Regions from separate parts of the Hordeum vulgare genome. Here region 1 is linked to region 2. A link is a contact called in public Hi-C data. All regions are on one chromosome and are shown on one strand. The core of a region is the stretch at or near the end of the contact, and the rest is flanking DNA. Distances in the headings are between cores, read along the strand shown. Region 1 has its middle 60 kb from the start of LOC123442892. Region 2 holds the start of LOC123442891 (protein PHOSPHATE STARVATION RESPONSE 2-like).

What was found. Hi-C and Micro-C count contacts between places; a contact is called where the count stands out from the background.
Region 1: a contact with region 2 is called in a Hi-C map of leaf, with 2.5 times the contacts expected there. The contact joins the enhancer-like site here to the promoter of LOC123442891 in region 2. A contact is called at or near these places in 2 of 6 Hi-C or Micro-C datasets (leaf and seedling).

Annotation. Positions count from the first base shown.
Region 1 is chr3H:43,562,091-43,569,621 of MorexV3_pseudomolecules_assembly, forward strand. No RefSeq gene overlaps it. Among protein-coding and RNA genes, the nearest start is that of LOC123442892, 60 kb to the right of the region's middle. Within about 2 kb of position 4,486, at least 3 of the 3 cell types and tissues checked have open chromatin away from gene starts, as enhancers often do. A contact at or near this core is called in leaf and seedling, where this site is marked.
Region 2 is chr3H:43,299,967-43,306,957 of MorexV3_pseudomolecules_assembly, forward strand. LOC123442891 (protein PHOSPHATE STARVATION RESPONSE 2-like) reads right to left here and starts at 3,170. Exons shown (of 9, transcript XM_045119068.1): 1 at 2,936-3,170; 2 at 1,920-2,629. The coding sequence starts at 2,513.

The DNA of each region.
Region 1 (7,531 bases), core at 3,236-5,735, 260 kb after region 2:
AGGTCGACAACAACAAAAGTTGTCATCTTGCCACACGATCATTGGGATGTATGCCATGATTGAAGTAATCTAGAAAAAGGTCTCCGCCAATCATCTTCTTCAACGTTAGTGACAACGATGGCATTTACTTCATGTTCCTCTTGTATGAGTTCAAGGACAGCAGGAAGGAGCCATCTTTCTTCTACTCTAACATGAGTGGACTCATTATCAAGAAAAACTAGTGCGGCTGCCAGTTTTGCCAAGGCATCGGGCGATGCATTTTGACCTCGTGGGATGTGATTAACCTGTACAGATTCAAAGTTTCTCATGAGTCTTTGCGCAGCAAGACAATAAGATACCAACTCTTGCTTGCGTACTTCATAAATACCATTAATCTAATATGCCTGCCAATTAGCTGCGAGTCACCATAAACATGAAGAGTTTAAATATTCATTGAGAGTGCTAAAAGCAAACCAAAGATAAGAGCTTTATACTCTGCTTCATTATTTGAACATTCCTCTTTAAGAAGAGCAAATGAATGGTAAAACATCTCACCCATGGGGCCTTTAAACACCACGCGTGCCCTTGCTCTCCTTCTAGGTGCTCCGTCAAGATCTTTCTCTGTGCGGGCGTCACCATCAAAATAAAACTCTCATGTATTTGAGGTGACGTTGAATATTTCTCCGTCAGGGAGATTAGTCACCAATAATGAATCATCGGGCATAGGGTGTGCTGCAACGAAAGTGAATCGTCAGCACTTGACCCTTGACCGCTTTTTGTGGTATGTAAGTGATGTCGAACTCCATCACTAGAACCGCCCATTTTTCAAGTCTTCCTAAGAGTGCAGGTTGGTTGAGAACATACTTCACGGGATCAGCGCTAGCAACTAGTTGAATTTCAAGGGCTAGTGTGTAATGCCTTACTTTCTTTACGGCGAAAATTAAAGCAAGGCATAGTTTCTCAATACATGTATAATTTTGATGTGCTCCCACCATGGTACGAATGAGGTAGTAGCATGCTCCCTCCTTCTCTTCATCATTCTGTTGTGCGAGGAGGGCACCTGCACAAGAACCTTGAGCTGAATCTTGAGCTGCGATGTACTCCCTCCGTTTCTAAATATTTGTCATTTTAGAGATTCAACTATGGACTACATACAAAACAAAATGAATGAATCTACATTTAAATTATGTCTATATACATCCATATATAGTTCATGATGAAATCTCTAAAAAGACAAATATTTAAGAACAAAGGGAGTAAAGTATAAGTGGCCGCCCTTTAACAGGTGTTGCTAGAATAGGGGGATTCAGTAAGTACCGTTTAATGCTTTCAATGGCATTTTGACACTGCTCGTCCCAGACGAATTAATGGTGCACCCTTCTTCATGCGTTTGGAGAACCGCTGGATTCGACCTGAAAGATTTGATATGAAACGTCGAATATATGCCAGCTTTCCCTACAAAGATTTCAACTCCTTTACATTTTGTGGGAACAATTGCCTTAATTCTTTTTGGCTGGATCTCTATGCCACGATCGATGGTGAACAATAAAGCCAAGAAACACACCTGACTGCCCAACGAATGCACATTTGAGGGGGTTCATCTTGATGTGATGTTTCCTCAATCTTTCAAACAACACGACCCGAAGATCATCCATGTGTCTTCCTACTTCTCTCATTTTAATACCATATCGTCAATGTAACACTCAACTGACTGATGTATGAGGTCACCAAGCATGTGTGTCATGGCCCTCTGGTAGGTAGAACCAACATTTTTCTAAACCGGCATTACTGTATAAAAGAAGTTTCCCCTATGCATTCTAAATGTTGTGTTCTTAATTTGATTATATCCGAAAAATCCATCCATAAACGAAAGAGCACGATATCCTGTAGCTAATTCAATCACCATCTCCGTCAATGGAATGGGGAAGTCATCCTTACGGCAAGCACGATTGAGTTCACGAAAATAAATATACACATATTCGTATTTGTCCATTTTTCTTTTCTACTCGCACAATATTGCCCATCCATCTAGGATATCGTGCTTCTTTTATGAAGCCTGCAGCAATCAGTTTATCCACCTCATCCACTATGTGACCCTGCACCTGAGGACGAAAGCGCCTTGGTAATTGCTTTACTGGCCGAAATTGTGGATCGATTGCTAATTTGTGTGTAGCAACTTGAGGGTCGAGTGCAGGCATTTCCTTATATGACCAAGCAAAACAATATTGATATTCCATTAGGAGTGTTCTATACTCTCTCGCTCTTCGTGAGTAAGGGACGCACTGACATATGTAGCTCAGGGGCCTTCCTCGGTGCCTAAATTGACCTCAATTAACTCATCAATAGTAAGTTGAACGTCATCTTTGAGTTGCTGGGGAGCAGGAGCAGCAAACAACTTCTCCATGGACCACCGGCATGGCCTCATGCATCCTAGAGAGGAGATATATATTGTTAATTTCTCAAACCTCCACAAGCATTTGCCACAACAACAAAGGAGCATGGTTGGTGCGGACATGAATATATTGGCATAAGCCCGTCGTCGTCTCACGACGTTTCCTCCAATCCAAAATAATCTCCTTTTATAGGCAAAGAGGTCACACAACTATTAACTCGTTGTATCATGCATAAACCCTCATCGTCATCATACTTTTGTTGCATTGTACTTCCTTTCCTAATTTAATTCTCTGCTTGTTCCCACCACTCTTCACACACAACTGGTGGTGATGGCAGCCTGCTATTTGGTTCTACAAAGATTCCTGCCCTTTTTAATAAAGGAATCATTCCATCTTCAACTTTCATAGCCATGAGCGCTTCTTCAGTGTGAAGAACCCACTTGTTTGTCAAACCTCCTAAAATGTCATGATAAGCCTCTAACCTTTCACCTTCCCAACAAACCATTATTTGGCTATGTTACCGTTTGTTCAACCCTTCTTATAGCGTTGTTAGTTACAGATGTGCAGATGATTCCATGTGATAACATGTATATCTTTGAGATATCATCATATTATTACTATTTAATTTAATACTCCCTATGTTCCTAAATATAACTCTTTTAAAAGGTTTTATTAGAAGGACTACATACGAATGTATATAGACATATATTTTGGAGCATAGATTCATTTATTTTGTTTCATATGTAACCCTTTAGTAAAATCTCTAAAAAAAACTTATATTTAAGAATGAAGGGGGTAAAAACAGAAATGTATTCATAATGCTATCGCCCGGAAGCTGGTCAAAGGGTTGAACTATGAGAGAATTCCTTATTTAACACTCCCTTAAAATCATGTTCCTTATTTGACACTGAAAAAAAAATTCTTCCTTATATGACCAATAGTCATAATTTCTTTCCTTATATGACACTCTAGTTCATTTTATACACGTAAAAAGACCTTTTTACCCATATACATAATGTGACCAGAAATATATAGCATTGAGCCTAAAAAAGCAGTAGTCGTATTTTTATGCTTAGTAAATACTACTACTAATCTGTCACGGAAATTTAGATATCCTAATAGTAGCATTGAGCCTGAAAAAAGCAGCAGTAGTAGTATATGACCTCGGTTGTGACAGACATGTAAGGTAACGACGTAACGTGGATAACGGACTTACCTACATTCAAGTTAGGAAATTAGCAATCTGCTACCAGTATAATGGAATCAATCAATTTTATTCCTTTTTCTGTCACGGAGATTTAGATATCCTAACTAGTAATAATAACTACTCCCTCCGTTCCAAAATATAAGACCTTTTAGAGATTTTACTAGGAGACTACATACGGAGCAAAATGAGTGAATTTATACTCTAAAATGTGTCTATATACATCAGTATGTAGTTCATAGTGCAATCTCTAAAAGGTCTTATATTTAGGAACGGAGGGAGTATGTTGCATATCGATCCAGCAGCCTGCTAGTAGCTTGCATATGTGTATATTAAAATACCTCTGGGTCATATTATCTTGAAACAACTATTATCTTATACATATTTGTGGTCACATTATACATATGGACAAAATGGTCTTTTCACGTGTACAAAATGCACTAGAGTGTCATATAGGGAAAAAAATTAAGACTAGAGGTCATATAGGGAAGAATTTTTTTTCTAGTACCAAATAAGAAACACAATTTTAAGAGAGTGTCAAGTAAGGAATTCTCTCTTGAACTATATGCCACCTCGACAGAATACATATCTCGTGACTGTGGGCGTCCACTATGACACCTTAGTGACAGTATATAAACATGATATTCCAAAATACATACAGTGAACACACGCAAATTCAGTAACCTTCGGTGTATTTCACCCATCGACCCATCCCAAAGCCACGGACGTGTGCGTCCCCCTGTGCGATTGATCGTCGGAGAGAGACGGCGCTAAACGTCACGGCCAGGGCGGGGGGCGCGGCGTCGCCGTCGGTTGTTGGGCATACAGATACCGGTACGTGCGTGATCGGTCGGTGCTCGGCTCCGTTCATGAACGCGAGCGGGAAAAGGACAAGGCAGACGGACTAGAATACGAGGCGCGATGATGCGTTCTCCCCCTGTCACGGCCCAGCAGCCCCTCGTGTATGTATCTCGGGACAGAGTACAAGCGGCCCGTTGCCGTCGGAGAGTGGTCTCTCATCGGCCGTATCCGTCGTCGTGGACCGGGGACGGACCGCACGGCGAGCGCATGCACACATCACTTAGTTATACTATGGCCATATCACTCTTACAAAACGAACTCCAGTTTTTTGTTTATTTTCTTAAAATATAAGAGCATCTACAAACGGATCTTGCAAATCCACGCCCTCAAACGCCCACGGACACGCCCGAGCGCATGCACAAACACTGACGTGCCATGCCTCAAATAATGCATTCCAAGTCCCGACACCTCAAATTCATACAAACTCATACAACTACTACGTCGATGCATTACACACATCGTTCGGCCACTCCATCGCAACTAACATGCTATCGGACTGCCAAAATTTAACATGTCTGGCTATGGTGGAGATCATCCATAGCTGCCCTTGTCCTTCCCAACGCCCTTGTCGTCCTTGTCGTGGAAGTACCGACCGAAGACGCAGTACGGATCGAGCCGGTTCTGCTCGTCATTGGAGCTGTTCTCGCCATCAGTCACCTCCTTCTCCTCCTTTGGTGGTAGTCCGGCCATTTCATGGACCGCCCGATTTTGTTCGCGGACGAGGGCACGCGTTTTCCTCCGATTGTCGTTTCTTCAAAATGCGCGCGCGGATGGCTTCCTCTTTTGTTGCCATCCGCGCCGCCGCATCAGCCGCCTCCGCCTTCGCTATTTCCTCCGTTAGAAAGGCCTCGTAGATCCTTATCCGCTCATTCCCACGGCGAGCAGACCGTTCTCAGTGGCACTCGAAGGCCTCCGGATCCACCAGCCGAGACTTTGACGATCCTCCGAAGGAACCGAGCGCCCGTTGAGCAGATTCTATGGAGTCGCGGCGGATAGATCCTGCCATCGATCGGGCAATGTCCTCGCGGGAGCGACGGAGTGCAATGCGAACCGACATTGCCTCCTCCAATCCGCACGAGACGACCCCCCCCCCCCCAATCGATGGATTCAGACTGGTCGGAGTCAGATCCGCTGCCCGCTATGCCGGAGACGGTCGAAGATCTTCGGAGGTGAGCAAGGGGTGGCGGATGGGAGTGGAGGGGGTGAAGTGAAGTGTCTAGGGTTTGGTCCGGCGAGCGGGGACAAATATACGTGGGGTTGATGCGGGCCAGTGCGGGCCAGGCAGGCGTGCCCTGGCGCGCCCGGGCTCCCCTATACCAGTCCCATATTTAGGTTGGAAATGAGGGATGCCGGTGAGCCCGAGCATTTGAGGTCGGTTTGAGAGGCCCGTCTCGGTCAATTTTTTGTAACCGTGCTGCTTGTCTGGTTGTTTGAAGAAAATATAAGGGATCCGATGTAGGTGCTCTAAGATTCTGTTCGGGATCTCTCCCATTTAAAATTCCACTCCGTGCTCTAGAGGAAACGAGGAGCCTTGTTTTAGCTACTACTTGAAATTAGGTTGGCGCTCCCTCCGCTCCTGGAGCCGCAACTGGGAGTGGAGAGGATCCGAATGGGTCCTAAGGGGTTGTTTGGTACTACTTCGCTCCTTAAAATTCAGTTCCGTTCATGAAAATGCAAGTCAAACGAAGACATGTCGTTCCACAAAAAAACTATAATCTAGGATACAACTTCATGTTGTTTGTGAAGCTCTTCGGAAGGTGCTTCAAAAATATGTAGAAGCTGAAGTTGAAAGAAAATTATCCAGCACTACCACTAATAAGTGGATACCCCTCCGTTTTTTACTCATCCAATCAAATATATCGTTTTCATCTATTTTTCATTCTTAAAGCTGGAGCTAAAAGAAAGCTAAACACGCTCACTAAAAGAGTTACAGCTTCTTTATGAAACCGTTCTAAAGTGAATTTAGAGCGGAAGTGAATTTTACGGGGTAGAGGAGTCGTAAACAGACCCTAAATATAAAAGGTACTCAACACGAGTTATGATATGGTTCTCTCTCCCGGTGATTTGGAGTCTTGCTAGTTCATGCATGCATGCAATGCAAGGAGCCCCGACACAGTTGAAACAAGCATAAATGGTAAACCAGTAAATTAGCAAAAGGAGCAAAAAACAAGTCACAGATTCTGAACTTTTTTGGAGTGCAAAATTTAGTGCACTTGTGACATCTCTTGAAATAGTTTTTCACCCTGATTTATAAATAAAGCAATCGTCCATACATCCCACAAGGTCAAGTGCAATCAGATGTCGGGACAACGGTACAATCTCGTCCAAAGAAACTAAAAGAAATGAGAAAAAACGCCACCTAGTGGTTCATGAGCATCGGGCCTACGCGGAATCCAGTCGGCGCGTCGTGGAGATGAGAACTTCCAGCATGGTGTACAGGCGCGTCCAGTCTCTCTGTCTAGACAATGTATGCAAGTGTTGCATAAAAGCCAAGAATTTAACGAATGAATCAGACGCGCGTCTAGGAAAAATCTGCTCAATCATCATTTTACTGCGGGTCGTCCATAGGATCCATGCCATCAACCAAAATAACATGCGACTACGGCCTGGGTGGTTGGCCCTAAGATGCAGGAATTCCGCAAGGTCCTAGGCCGCCCAGTCGAGCCCAAGAGTTTCCCGGACGAATTCCCACATGGCTCGTGCCGCGAAGCAGGAGGAGAGAATATGAGATGTCGTCCCCTCGCCTGCAAAGAGGGGGCACAACCCGTCTCCCGTCCCATGCCGCTTCCGCACCTCAGTAACCGAGGGGATACGGTTGCGGAGCGCCTGCCACACGAATTTATCTTTAGGGGAAGGGGAGCCTTCCATAGGTGCGTGATCCAGGGGACACCTGGTGAGCGACATAGTGCGTGATAAGCCGAACTAACCGTGAATTCCTTAGGGGGATAGGAGCCACTCCACAGTGCCTGGGTGCGCCTGCAGGGCTTGGGGCAGGACGGATAATAGGCGATCACATTCGGCCGTCTCTATCAGTCTGAGGGATCATCTGAACCTAATCTCACACAACCCGTGTCGTCGGGCGGAGGCGACGAGA
Region 2 (6,991 bases), core at 1,920-4,419:
TCGCCTCATATCACCTCCGAGGAGTCGCGCAGATGTGGTACTACGCCCTCGAGCAGGACGAGGGCGGCATGCCCCCATGGGAGCGCTTTCGCGAGCTCTGTCTCCTTCGCTTCGGGCCGCCGATACGCGGGAGCCGACTAGCGGAGCTAGTCCGACTCCCCTTCACCTCCACGGTGCAGGACTTCGCCGACCGCTTTCAGGCCCTGGCGTGCCACGCGCCCGGCATGGCGGCCCATCAACGGGCCGAGCTCTTCGTCGGCGGTCTGCCAGATCATATCCGCATGGACGTAGAGCTTCGGGGACCGCAAGACATCCAGACGACCATGTACTATGCCCGCGCGTTCGAGCAGCGGACGGTGGCTATGCAGCAGGCGTTCGCAGCCCAGGCACCTCGCCCACCCCCTCGGCCGGCTATGTCTGCACCCAGCCGGCCTGCCCAGCCGGCAACAGGGCCGCCCGCCACAGCAGCAACTCGACCGTTCCGTCGGCTAACCCCGGCCAAACAAAACGAGCGTCATCGCCAAGGGTTATGTTTCAACTGCGATGAGCCCTACGTACCAGGCCACGTCTGCCCGCGCCTCTTCTACCTGGAGGTGGACGACTATGTCGCGGAGGATACAGCTCCCTCCGAGCTTGCCGAGGCGGCAGCCCCGGCGTCAGCCACCGCTCTCGTGGTCTCCCTGCATGCCCTTGCCGGCATACTAGCGGAAACAACGATGTTGTTGCCAGTGACGGTTAATGGGGAGCGCCTCTTAGCTCTCCTGGACACGGGCTCTACACACAACTTCCTGCCCGCATCTACTATGCGTCGCCTGGCCCTCCAGCTGACGGGTGGCGAGCAGCTCCGAGTTACCGTGGCTAATGGTGACCGTCTCCGCTGCCACGGAATTGCACAGCAGGTTCCCATCCTCATCGGCGACGAGTCCTTCGCCATCACGTGCGTCGGCATCGACTTGGGCGACTACGACTTCATCCTCGGCGTCGACTTCTTGCGGAGGCTCGGACCCATCCTTTGGGACTTCGACGCACTGACCATGACTTTCTGGCGTCAAGGGCGCATGGTGCAGTGGAAGGGCGAGGGTGGCGCTTCTCCAGCAGTTCCCTCTCAGTTGTCGACCGCCATAGCAGACTCCAAGCCACCCCTGTTGGCTCATCTCCTAAAGCGGCACGGCGACCTTTTACCGGTGCTCCTTGTTCACAAGCCCGAGGGCTCGTGGCGTTTCTGCCTCGATTACCGTGCTCTCACTGCCAAGACGACGAGGGTCAATTTTCCTATATCGGTCGTGCAGGAGCTCCAGGAAGAGCCGCCAGGGGCCCGCTTATTCCCTACGCTCGATTTGCGTTCTGGTTCCCATCACGACCACTTCGAGTTTTTGGTGATGCCTTTCGGTCTCTCCAATGCGCCGACGACATTCTAGGCCTTGATGCACGACGTACTTCGAACCAGCTCAACCCTCCGAAGGCACCTTGGGAGCAGCTCAAGGAGTTCCGCCAACATTTTCTAGACGTCCAGCTCGAGAACGAGCTGTTTGCGCAGGCGGGGAGAAATGTTTTGACCATAGGCCCAGTTAGCCAAACTAGCCCAGTTATCTTAAAAATATTAGGGGCTTAGCCCAGTTTAGAACTTATATATAGTCATGTAATCAGCACTTTTGAGATTAAGCAAAGATCAATCTATTTTGATCGGCTCCAACTAGGAGCCGGTGCCCTAACCCTAGCCGCCTCTTCCATCGCGTCGTTGCCCCCATCCGTGCGAGACGGCGCCCCTGCGCCGGCGACCACGCCCGATCCCCTCCTTCCACTATATCCTCCGGCCAAGACCCGGTAGAACCCTAGTTTCTACCAAGTTCATTCATTAAAGAAGAGCAGATGCTACATCTCAGGTCAACTCACCAAAATAGCAGAATCAGCCAGCATACCTGTGGTTGAGTTTTCGCACCACCTACGTTGTCAGCAATGTCCTTCCAGTCATCGTTCATAAAATCCGTCCACCATTCAGTCTGCTTAGCGAGCTCATCTGTAGCTGCAATAGGACTGATGCCAGTCAAATTGTTTCCAACAGGGACATCATCGGAGAATTCAAGCATGCTCTCAACTGGATCAGGGCACCACGTTGGTCCAACATCTCTTGGAAAACCATTAAAAGTAGGTTCAAAGCCTTCATGGTGTGATCCATAAATCATCGCTGAAGAACTTCCAGTGCTTGGCGTCTGAGAAATGTAAGGATTGGCACCGGCATACTGCTCGGGGTTCGGAACTGAAGAGAACCTTACAGCCGGGGGCGAACGCAAGGGGCCGACAGACCCAGTACTGGGGTGAAACTGCCCACCGGTAGGAGCAACAGCACTTTGATGAGGCGGGAGAGGTGTTCTTCTCAGTTCTCTCTCCAGCAGAACATTCTGCGCATCTGGCAGCCTGGGAAAGCTTTCATCCATGGCGGCTGAAGGCAGAGGTGATGGCACAGTTACTGGGATCCCAGAAGTGTAGAACGGGTTGGTGGTTATCCTCTCCATCTACAAGCACGTGGAATGCTCTGAGTCCACTCACAAAGTAAGCCTTCCCTCCCCTGCTCTGCTCGCGAGACCTTTCTTGGCTTCTGAAATTTTCTCCCCTTCTAGGGCTGACGCACCTGCAATAAGGAAAGGAAAAAAAAAACAGGGTTCATGATAGTCTTATGAAGGAAACATTTTAACCATCAGTATGAGAAGCAAATTTGAGCGGGAAACAAATGAATCATCACATCATGTTTGATAAAATTGAGGATTGTCATATAACCCGAAGTCTCAATCGAATCCTCCTAGTCCTAGCAAACGAAAATTGCAATTGCAGCGTGTGACCAATACCAGTACAATTATACGGGTCTAATAGCCCCTCCCATGGGGCGGATCTAGATGGTGTGCCGAGATTAGTGGAGGTCAGTGGGGTTAGCTCGTACCTCAGAAGCCAATGGCCGAAATTGGCGACGGGGCTGAGACAGCATGGATGCGCCGAGGATGAGCAGGGAACGGCGACGGCGACGGCGACGGCGGCGACGCGCGTGGGGGAGGGGGCGGCGGAGAGGTAGGGCACGGCGGCAGCTCTAGCGGCCGGATTGGGGTAGGTGGACGGAGGACGAAAGGTACGCGACGGCGGAGAGGAAACCGTGGGGTTGGATTTGGGGGATTTCTTATTTATTTATTTATTTCGAGATCCGATTCGGGGGATTTTGACTCGAGGCCGGAGGGTAGATTTGATTAAACGAAAACAAACTACTGTTTTTCCTCTGGTCACTCATTTTTTTTTGTCCTGAGAACCTCTTGTCACTCCTTGGGAATCATTTTTTTCCTTTGAAAAGGGACGTTTTTATTAACTCGTATCAATGGGATACAAAACATCATGAGCATATATCCGGTCTCTGGATAGATAGATTATACACAGTCGCCAGACACACAAAAGATCAAACCGGCATGAGCGTACTAATTCGAAATCATGTTTTAGCATTACCATGTACGACCGCAGCCTCTATATCCAGCCCAAAGGTCCGAATGGCCTATCTGATAAGCAGTATAAATATCATTTATTGTAATTAGTTATTACATTGTACTCCATCCGTTCCTAAATATAAGAGGGTGCTTGATACGTTTTAGTCTCATGACTAAAAGTAATGAGACTAAAACTTCCTAGCCTCATCCATGCTTGGATCCAAATATTAAAAAAACTAAAATCAAGTTAATTAGCATTTATTATCCTCCAAACTCTCCAATCCAGAACTTGCTTGAGAAGTTAAATGAAGAGAGAGAGGACTAATGCACATTCTAGTAATGGTACCCCTGACTAAAAGATTTTAGCATCAAGACTAGTTTTAGCCTCTCTTTAGTCAGGGGTGCTTGGAACTTTAGCCTCTTAAAGAGACTAGTTTTAGTCCCTTGAATCCAAGCACCCTCTAATTCTTTGTAGAGATTTCACTAGTGAACTACATACGGATGTATATAGACATACTTTAGAGTATAGATTCAATCATTTTGCTTCGTATGTAGACCCTTAATGAAATTGCTTAAAAGACTTATATTTAAGAACGGAGGGAGTACTTCTAATGATTCTTTTTTACTTCAACACTTTTTGAAAATGTCCAAAGATGTAAAACAAATTCACCCGGTCATTTATGTCAAGGCATTGTAATTCAAATTGCTTTATTTTTTTCTTTTATTCTTAACCTATCATATTTTACTCAACATGAGTGGGTGCCATTCCAAGGCTGATAATGGCCAAATGCTCCTTCTATATGTTCTCACCTCATTTTTTTCCAATGCAACATGAGCTGTCATATATGTTTTTCATGCAAATTTAACTCTCATATTTGTTGTATATATAGATGAAAATTAGGTCATTCTATTGTAATAATGGGCAGGTGTAACAACGCACGCCAATCATGATCTAGTACGCAACTCATAAGTCGGCGGATATGGAGACGCCCCGATGCGACTGTCACCTATCAAGATGGAAACATGGACGAAATCCGCTGAGTTTTGCTTATTCGTCCCTGTCCACATTAGAAAAATCCAAATTCGTCGAGTTTCCATCCCAGTACACATGGACAATTTTTTCCCATCCCCATCTTCGTCAGGTTTTCTATACCCACGGGGGATTCTGTCCCTGCGAGCAAGAAAAAAATAGTAGCAACACTTCAACAAAACAACAATTTTGGGGGGTGGGGGAGGGGTCGGGCTAAGCCTAGTGTTTATATGCACGGGTGTGGCGGATTGGCGACTAGAAGTTAAATTTTGGAGGGAGGGAGGTGGAATGATAAGGTTTTGCTTAGCCTGGGTCTGTATGAGGCCCAAATGTTATAGGTTTCATGGTTTTGGTGGTTTTTGATTGCGGGTAACACAAGAACGGGTTTCAACCCGCAAAATCTGACGCGCTTTAAATCTTACCCAACAACAACCCCATAAAACGTAAACTCGTCAGTCTGAAAACCAGTTGTGTGAGGATATAAACATCTATAGCTCCATGGCACCGTCAAAGAAAAAACTAAAGTAACCTTATTCGCCAAACTCCACAACCTTATGACACCCCTATTTTGATCGTACGCTAATCATACACGCAAATGCGTACAACCAAGATTAGGGACTCATGGGAAGATATCACAACACAACTCTAGAAACAAATTAAAGTCATACACGCTTCATATTACAAGCCAGGGGCCTCGAAGGCTCGAATACATAAGCTCGAATACAAACGAGTCAGCGGAAGCAAACAATATCTGAGTGCATAGATAAGTAAACAAGTTTTGTCTTAAGAAGGCTAGCACAAACATAACAGTGGATCGAAAAGGCAAGGCTTCCTGCCTGAGAGCCTCCTAACTACTCAGTAGCCTCCACGTAGTAGTATACTCCATTCTGGTAGTAGTTGTCGTCGGCGGAGTCAGCTAGCTCCTGGGTTCCGTCATCTGGTCGCAGCAATCGTAACAAGGGGAATAGGGGAGCAAAGCAACGGTGAGTACTCATCCAAAATACTTGCAAGACTGACATCAAAACTATGCTAAGTATGCATTACTATCAAGGAATGGAGCTATCTCTTTGGATTTGACTACATAAATGCCTGAATAGAGAGAAAGCCTAGTCCTATCGAAGACTAGCAACTTCAGTGTCTTGCAACATAAGAAGAGTGCAGGTTAGCATAATTATAATGTAGCAACTTTATTAGCAACGCCCAAAGATTCTTCCTCGACTCCATGCGAGAAAGCAATCTTGGAGCCAAACATTTCAATTTTAAGTCACAATTCTAGTTGTACTAGATCGGCATACAACTCCAAGTCGTCATGTTATCGTGGACACGGCTATTCGAATAGTTGAATTCATGGGTGCACCACATTTCCCAATACGCTTGATAACCTCTAGTTGGGCACTCTTTCCTGGGTCATGCCCGGCCTCGGGACGTCAACATGTCGTCGCCCTACCTAGGCTCAACAGAGAGGCCAGCCCGCCTGTCTAAATCCTAAGCGCGCAGGGGTCATGGGCCCATCACCCTTTGCACTCCTGCACGATGCGTGGGCGTCCAAGGTCGGTCCTAGCACCTCTTATACAAGATCAATGCCGTCTCGGACCATTTGGGCACGCGCTGCTGCATTGCTGACGTCCGAAGAGCTTCAGCTGATACAACGACGTCGAGTAACCATAACTTCTCCCACGTGAAGGTTAGTGCAAAAAAGGTCAATCGGCCAACTCAGATCAAATACCCAACCCATTAATACTTTTTTAACTTCAGTGACGAGTAGAGCCATGATTTGTGGGCTCGTCGCCCCGCCTCGAGGACTTGTGACAAGGGCCAAGAATGCCCGACCATGCCTTTGTTGGAAATATGTCCTAGAGGCAATAATAAAGTGGTTATTATTATATTTCCTTGTTCTTGATAATTGTCTATTATTCATGCTATAATTGTATTAACCGGAAACCGTAATACATGTGTGAATACATAGACCACAACATGTCCCTAGTAAGCCTCTAGTTGTCTAGCTCGTTGATCAATAGATGGTCATGGTTTCCTGATCATGGACATTGGATGTCATTGATAACGGGATCACATCATTAGGAGAATGATGTGATGGACAAGACCCAATCCTAAGCATGGCACAAGATCGTGTAGTTCGTGTGCTAAAGATTTTCTAATGTCAAGTATCATTTCCTTAGACCATGAGATTGTGCAACTCCCGGACACCATAGGAATACTTTGGGTGTATCAAACGTCACAACGTAACTGGATGATTATAAAGGTGCACTACAGGTATCTCCGAAAGTGTATGTTGGGTTGGTACGAATCGAGACTGGGATTTGTCGCTCCGTGTGATGGAGAGGTATCTCTGGGTCCACTCGGTAATGCATCATCATAATGAGCTCAATGTGACTAAGGAGTTAGCCACGGGATGATGTGTTACGAAACGAGTAAAGAGACTTGTCGGTAACGAGATTGAACAAGGTATAGGGATACCGACGATTGAGTCTCGGGAAAGTGT